2 separate regions of the Ovis aries genome follow, and region 1 is linked to region 2. The links are chromatin contacts, called in public Hi-C maps. All regions are on one chromosome and are shown on one strand. The core of a region is the stretch at or near the end of the contact, and the rest is flanking DNA. Distances in the headings are between cores, read along the strand shown.

Region 1 (3,263 bases), core at 332-2,831, 82 kb before region 2:
ATGCTTCTAAATTATGGTGCCTGTAAAGACTCTTGAGAGTGCCTTGGACTGCAAGGAGATCCAACCAGTCCATCCGAAAGGAAATTAACCCTGAATATTCATTAGAAGGACTGATGCTGAAGCCAAAACTCCAGTGCTTTGGCCACCTGATGCCAAGAGCTGACTCACTGGAAAAGACCCTGATGGTGGGAAAGATTAAGGGCAGGAGAAGAAGGCGCTGCAGAGGATGCAATGATTAGATAACATCCCCAAGTCAGTGAACATGAATTTGAGCAAATTCTGGGAGATAGTGAAAGACAGGGAAACCTAGCATGCTAAAGTCCATAGAATCTCAAAGAGTCAAACACAACTTTGCCGTAATTTCAGCCTTCCCTAGTGGTTCAGTGATAAAGAATCAGCCTGCCAGTGCAAGAGACATATGTTCGATCCCTGGGTTGGGAAGATCCTGGGAGAAGGAAATGGCAACCTGCTCCAGTTATTCTTGCCTGAGACATCCCATGAACAGAGGAGCCTGGTGGGCCATAGTCCAGAGGGTCACAAAAGAGTCGGACATGACTTAGTGACTAAACAACAAACAACACGTGGCTACTTAACGATCCATTTTAGAATTTTTGTATCTTTTTCTGGACACTGAATCAGGCTTACCAGCCTGGAGTTTCCTGAATCTTGTTGAGGTTTCTTTCCCTTGTTTTGTAGATGAACAAAGTTACTTGCCCAAATCCAGAAATCTCTCATCTCACCCGGTCACGTGATCTTTCCAGTGTCATCCAAAAGTATTCTGCAATAATATTAAGCACGGTTTCTCAGGATTACAGAGCCACATAGAAGATGGAGTCTTGCTGTCTCTCTGCAGGGGATTCTCTGCCTCTCTCTTTTTTCTGTAGCCCCCAGCTAGTGCCGAGGCACTGCTGTCCAAGGCTAAGCCCACCTGCCTGTGTTCCACCTTGTGGCTGAGCCTCTCAGCAAGTGCCTCTAAATAACAAAAGCCTGCCTTAATAAAAACCAAAAAGAACTTTTTTTTTGGCTGCCCCTCAAGGCTTGTGGGATCTTCATTCCCCAACCAGGGATTGAACCCAGGCTCTTGGCAGTGAAAGCGCAGAGTCCTACCCACTGCACCACCAGAGAACTCCCAAAAGCCTACCTTTTTATTCCGCTCGTGAATCATTTGTGCTTGAATGAGAATTCTGTGCCCTGGCAGCACCCATCCTGTTTAAATCACTAGCATGCTGACTTTGGGATCTTCGCTCTTTCCTCTAAACACCTGCCAACTGCTTTCTCCAGGCCTGAGTACGTGCCTGGTTGTTCCGTGTCCCATCATTCCCTGCTGTGAATTCCAGCACAATGAGTGACTTGGGGCAGATCCTGAACTGCCCACTGCCTCCATCACCTCATCTACAGGATGAGAGTAATCAAAGGTGTCACCCAGGACAGTGCCAGGCACAGAGTCAGCCTGCAGTACAGGTTAGGTGTCATTACTGTTATTAATAAGGACATTATTCAAATCATACTTTTAGGGACTTCCCCTGATGCTCCAGTGGTTAAAAATCCACCTTCCATTTCAGGCAATGCTGGTTTGATCCCTGGTCGGGGAACGAGGATCCCATGTGCTATAGGACAGCTTAGCCCTTGCGCTACAACTGCTGAGCCCATGTGCTCTAGAGCCCTGAAAGTAAGACCTGACAGCCAAATAAATAAATTTTTTTAAATAAAATCACACCTTTAAATATTACTTCAGGCTTATGTCACGAACCATGGCATGAGGCACACACTTGGACCAGAAAGGAAAGTATTTCAAATATCTTCTAACTCTAAATGATTGCTCATTAACAAAATCCAGACATTTTATAAAAGAATAGAATAGCCCACTGAAAACCTGCTTCTGTCAAACATCAGTTTAGGGCTTTGTTTGTTTGTTTGTTTAAATGTAGTTCTCCTGTTTAAAACCTCACAAGTTTTCAGTGAAAGTGTGGAAAGGTTCTTTTCCGTTTTCCCAGAAGGAAGGTGAAGGTTCAGAGAGATGAAGTCAGCTCAACAAATAACAGGAAGTAACATCTCCGCCCATGCCTACAGATTCATCCCATACTGAAGCAAAGGGAAGACTTGCCCGAGGGTGAGACAGGAAAAGGGAGTTCACATGAGGCATGGCTAGCTAGACTGAAGCAAGTTAAGGGCTTCACACAGATAGTGTTGATTACTAGTTCAGTTCAGTTCAGTACCAGATTCTTCTACAGGTCACAGCCTGTGTAAAGCAGTATCCCCTCTCCTTCCCCATTCCCCCTTCTCAGTAAGTCACAGTAGCATCTTTTGAATTTTATCACCATCAACCGGGTATGCCCATGGAATAACGTCCTGTGTAAGATGCTGAAATGTCTGGGTTGGAGGCCCAAGGAGGCCCAGGAGCTGCCCCCAGGGGAGTCATCACAGTGTCACCAACCGTGCCAGGGTGGGGCCCAGGAGTCAATGTTTAATTAATATTTCATGGGTAATTCTGATGCATGGCAAATTAAAGAGCTACAGAAATATTAAGTGGAAAGATAGAGAGATGAGTAGACGGTCCTGGAACTTCCTCCAGAGCTGGGACGTCAGATCACAAGCTGACCTACCATCATCAGCTCTCGTAAAGCCTGGGGGCCACCCCTACCAGTTCCCTTGCCCCATGACCCTGTATCCACCCAGAAAACCCATCTGAGCTGAACCTGCTAAAGGCACCACCACTCGATTCTAGTAACTGAAACGAGAATTCATAGGGTGCAGGGATAAGGAGTGAGTTCCCTGAACTCGGCCAGGGCACAAGCTGGACAGGCTGCAAGGTCACTGCCAGTGTTAATCACAGTGCAAGAGAGGGCAGCAGGCCCGTCCAGCCTCTTCCCCATGATGGGTGCCCTCACCATTCACTAGATGTTTAGGGAGTATCTATGGCCACACAGTGTGCCAAGTGCTGGGAGAGGCCAGCAGGGGGCCTGCCGTCCAGGTGGCTCCAAGACTGTGTGCCCATCAGGGTTCTTTGATCTGCCCTGGGGAAGTAAGAGTTGACACTTTGCCACAATCCCCATAGAAGGCCCTGCTGTTCCAGAGCAAGGTTCATTCTCCTGGCCTCTCCCAGCACCAGATACTTTCAGTCTGCATCAGGAGGGTGGTGCTGGCTGACAGGGCTGGTCACAGGGAGGCCAGGAGGGCAGCTGGCAAAGGGGCCTGGTGCTAAGTGAGGGGAGCTGGGCCACCAAGGGTGACCCCCTGGAGACGGTCCAAGATAAAGCTGGACA
Region 2 (3,391 bases), core at 377-2,876:
GGTAAGAGAGGTTCTAGGTTAAGGTTACAGAGCTAGCACCACACAGGAAATTAGTTCCTACTTCACCCAGAGACAAACTTTTACAACAAGTAAGTTGAAAATGAAGTGCACAAAGTGATACAGGGTGTCATGCCTGTGGTCATGTTTTTTAATTCAATTTTATTAAAATACAATTCAAACTTTACAGTTATTGTATTAAGATGGGAAAGACCATGAAAGTCTTCTGTGCCATGCAAATACTGTCAACTTAAAGGTGAATTGTGGTTTTACAAAATATGATTGACCTTTCTTTAACAAGTGGAAAACATTAGCATGTCATGCAGCAATACTGAAAAACAAAGCATTAAATCCCCTAAAATTGTTTTTATTGTATAAAAATGAAAATCAAAAGAAACTCTATAGGTAGTCACTAAATATAATTCTTGCATTTAAAATGTATTTGGAAATATTTCCATTTGAATGTGATTCTTGTTGCCAAATGTTATGTGCATCTAAGAAACCTCTATCAGTTCAGTCGCTCAGTCGTGTCCGATTCTTTGCAACCCCATGGACTGCAGCACGCCAGGCCTCCCTGTCCATCACCAACTCCCGAAGCTCGCTCAGACTCATGTCCATCGAGTCAGTGATGCCATCCAGCCATCTCATCCTCTGTTATCCCCTTCTCCTCCAGCCTTCAATCCTTCCCAGCATCAGGGTCTTTGCAAATAAGTCAGCTCTCTACGTGCCTAGGGTTAATTCTGGACACACCTACCCAGACGGCAAACGACTCCAGTAGTTCTTGCTTGGGAAATCCCATGGACAGAGGAAGGAGCCTGGTGGGCTACAGACCATGGGGTCGCTGAAGATTTAGCAACTAAACATCAACAAGCCTTGGCTCACAGAAAGAGAAAGTGAAGTCGCTCAGTCGTGTCCGACTCTTTGCGGCCCCATGGACTGTACGATCCTACCAGGCTCCTCCATCCACGGAATTTTCCAAAGCAAGAGCACGGGAGTGGGTAGCCGTTCCCTTCTCCAGAGGATCTTCCCGACCTGGGGATCGAACCCCGGTCTCCCGCATTGCAGGCAGACGCTTTCCTGTCTGCGCCACCAGGGAAGCTCTGCACAAAGGAAATGGCTTGACCCGCTCGCTCGGAGCGTCTTCATTCCTTTCCCCCTCAGCCTCCCCGACACCGTCCCCCCACGGTCCCCAGTCCGCGACGTGGCCTCCCAGCCCCCAGCCCCGCCCCCAGGGCCGAGAGCGCCCGGTGTGCCCTCCCGCTGCCACTAATAGGAAGGGCGGAGAGCGGCCCCGAGGTTTGCGCAGGCGCACTGGCGACCTCCGCGTTCCCGCCAGGGGTCTAGGCCTCCAGGGGGGCGCGGTCTTCCTGGAACCCGATGTTGCACGGCTTAGTGAGCGGTCACTGCCGGGAACCAGGGGGCGGGCGGCGGAGGCGAGGCCGCCCCGCCTCCCGACACCACACCACTCCCCCTCGACACCACCCCCCCGACCGCGCTGTCCCGCGCGCGTGCGCGGACGGGGACACGCGAGGTGAAGGCACGGCGCGTGCGCTGGTCAGAGGGTTGAGGGAAGGGCCGACGCGGAGGGGGCGGGGCCAGAGCGGCTCGAGGGGACGCGGCGGACGTGGGGCGGTGGCCTTGGCGGGGCGGCCTGGGTGCTTCAGCCTCCGTCGCGCCGCCGCGCGGTGCCTGCAGCGGTAGTGGGTGGCCGAAGGATGTGACTGGAGGGCTGCCGGCGGCCCGCGGACGATGCTCTCCCTCCTTGGCGCGACGACCCTGATGCTGGTCGCTGGGAGGTGGGTGCTGCCCGCCGCCTCAGGTGAGAGAGAGAGGGGTCCCGGCGCTGCCTCGTCAGCTGGACTGCGGTGGCGGCGCGGGAAACGTCGGCCCCGGGGACTGGGGTGGAGGGACAGACGCCCTCGGTGGGAGACCTCTGGTTGTCCGCGGTCGCAGCGCCTCATTGAAACGGACCCAAAAAGATCAAATTTAAGTTTCAGTCGCTTATTCGTGTCCGACTCTCTGCGACCCCATGGACCGCAGCAGGCCAGACCTCCCTGTCCATCACCAACTCCCGGAACTTACTCAAGCTCTTATCCATCGAGTCGGTGATGCGGGCCAACCATCTCATCCTCTGTCGTCCCCTTCTCCTCCAGCCCTCAATCTTTCCCAGCCTCAGGGTCTTTTCCAAGGAGTCAGGTGGCCAAAGGATTGGAGTTTCAGCATCGATCCTTCCAAAAATGAAACAACGGAAAGTGATGTTCGAGATTCTTCCCCAGCCGCTTGCTCGGGGGCGCCCTCGCCTGCGCCTGCTGCCTGCCCCCACCTCCCACCCCCGCAGGGCTGGATGTGCACTGCTTTGGTGACCAGTTTGTTTCCTTCTGAAAAATCAGGCAGCTTCACTGTACCGCTTCATAAGAAACAAGGCTTAGAGCTGTGCTGCTGGTTTTCTCCATTCAGTAGACAGTTCTTGATCCCACGGGTAAATGCCCAGTAAGGTGTGCAAGGATTTCTGTGCCCTCAGGATTCAATCAGTCTAATAATAATAAGACCAAGTGAAGTCGCTCAGTCGTATCCGACTCTTTGTGACCCCATGGACTGTAGCCTACCACGCTCCTCCATCCATGGGATTTTCCAGGCAAGAGTACTGGAGTGGATTGCCATTTCCTTCTCCAGAGGACCGTCCCTACCCAGGGGATCGAACCCGGGTCTTCTGCATTGTAGGCAGATGCTTTACCTGTCTGAGCCACAAGGGAGGTCCTAACAACAAAATCCCCCAACCAGGGATGGAACCCTCTTCCCCTGCATTGCAAGGCCGACTCAACCACCGGACCACCAGGCAGGGCCAAACAGGAAGGCTGGGAGCCACCAAGCTAATTTGCCACCTTTCTTAATTTAGGGGGGATACTTGGGGGAAATATCAGCTATTATAAGATTGACCTTGTAGTGAGAAGACATACCAAAGACAAACAGGGCCTCGAAACAGAGCAGAAATCCGGGAGTTGGTGAGGCCACCTGCATGCTTGCTAAGTCACTTCAGTCCTGTTCGACTCTTTGCAACCCCATGGACTGTAGCCCACCAGGCTCCTCTGTCTCTGGGTTTCTCCAGGCAAGAATACTGGAGTGGGTTGCCATGCCCTCCTCCAGGGGATCTTCCCAACTCAGTACCTTTACCTACATTGGCAGGTAGGTTCTTTACCACTAGTGACACCTGGTAAGCCTAGTGGCTTAAATACTCATTTGCTTTGAAAATCATACCCTGATTTTCTGGGGTATGTGATAGCCTATCTATCTTGTCCTAAAAATATGTTGTTTTTACCAACAAAATGGGTTTCTTCCAGAATAACAGAGGAATTGCAATTTAGGGCAAGCAAGCTTATAGCAAGGGCTTCCCAGA

The links. Hi-C and Micro-C count contacts between places; a contact is called where the count stands out from the background.
Region 1: a Hi-C map of blood shows a contact between it and region 2, with 3 times the contacts expected there. The contact joins the enhancer-like site here to the promoter of IFNAR1 in region 2. A contact is called at or near these places in 3 of 16 Hi-C or Micro-C datasets (all in blood).

The regions. Positions count from the first base shown.
Region 1 is chr1:122,956,724-122,959,986 of ARS-UI_Ramb_v3.0, reverse strand. The region is part of intron 5 of IL10RB (interleukin 10 receptor subunit beta); the gene reads left to right. Among named protein-coding and RNA genes, the nearest start is that of IL10RB, 19 kb to the left of the region's middle. Within about 2 kb of position 1,581, at least 13 of the 54 cell types and tissues checked have an H3K27ac peak or open chromatin away from gene starts, as enhancers often do.
Region 2 is chr1:122,874,305-122,877,695 of ARS-UI_Ramb_v3.0, reverse strand. It overlaps IFNAR1 (interferon alpha and beta receptor subunit 1), which reads left to right and starts at 1,626. Exons shown (of 8, transcript NM_001009748.1): 1 at 1,626-1,816. The coding sequence starts at 1,747. LOC114117969 (a long non-coding RNA gene) reads right to left here and starts at 2,254. Exons shown (of 2, transcript XR_003591522.2): 1 at 2,080-2,254; 2 at 140-1,953.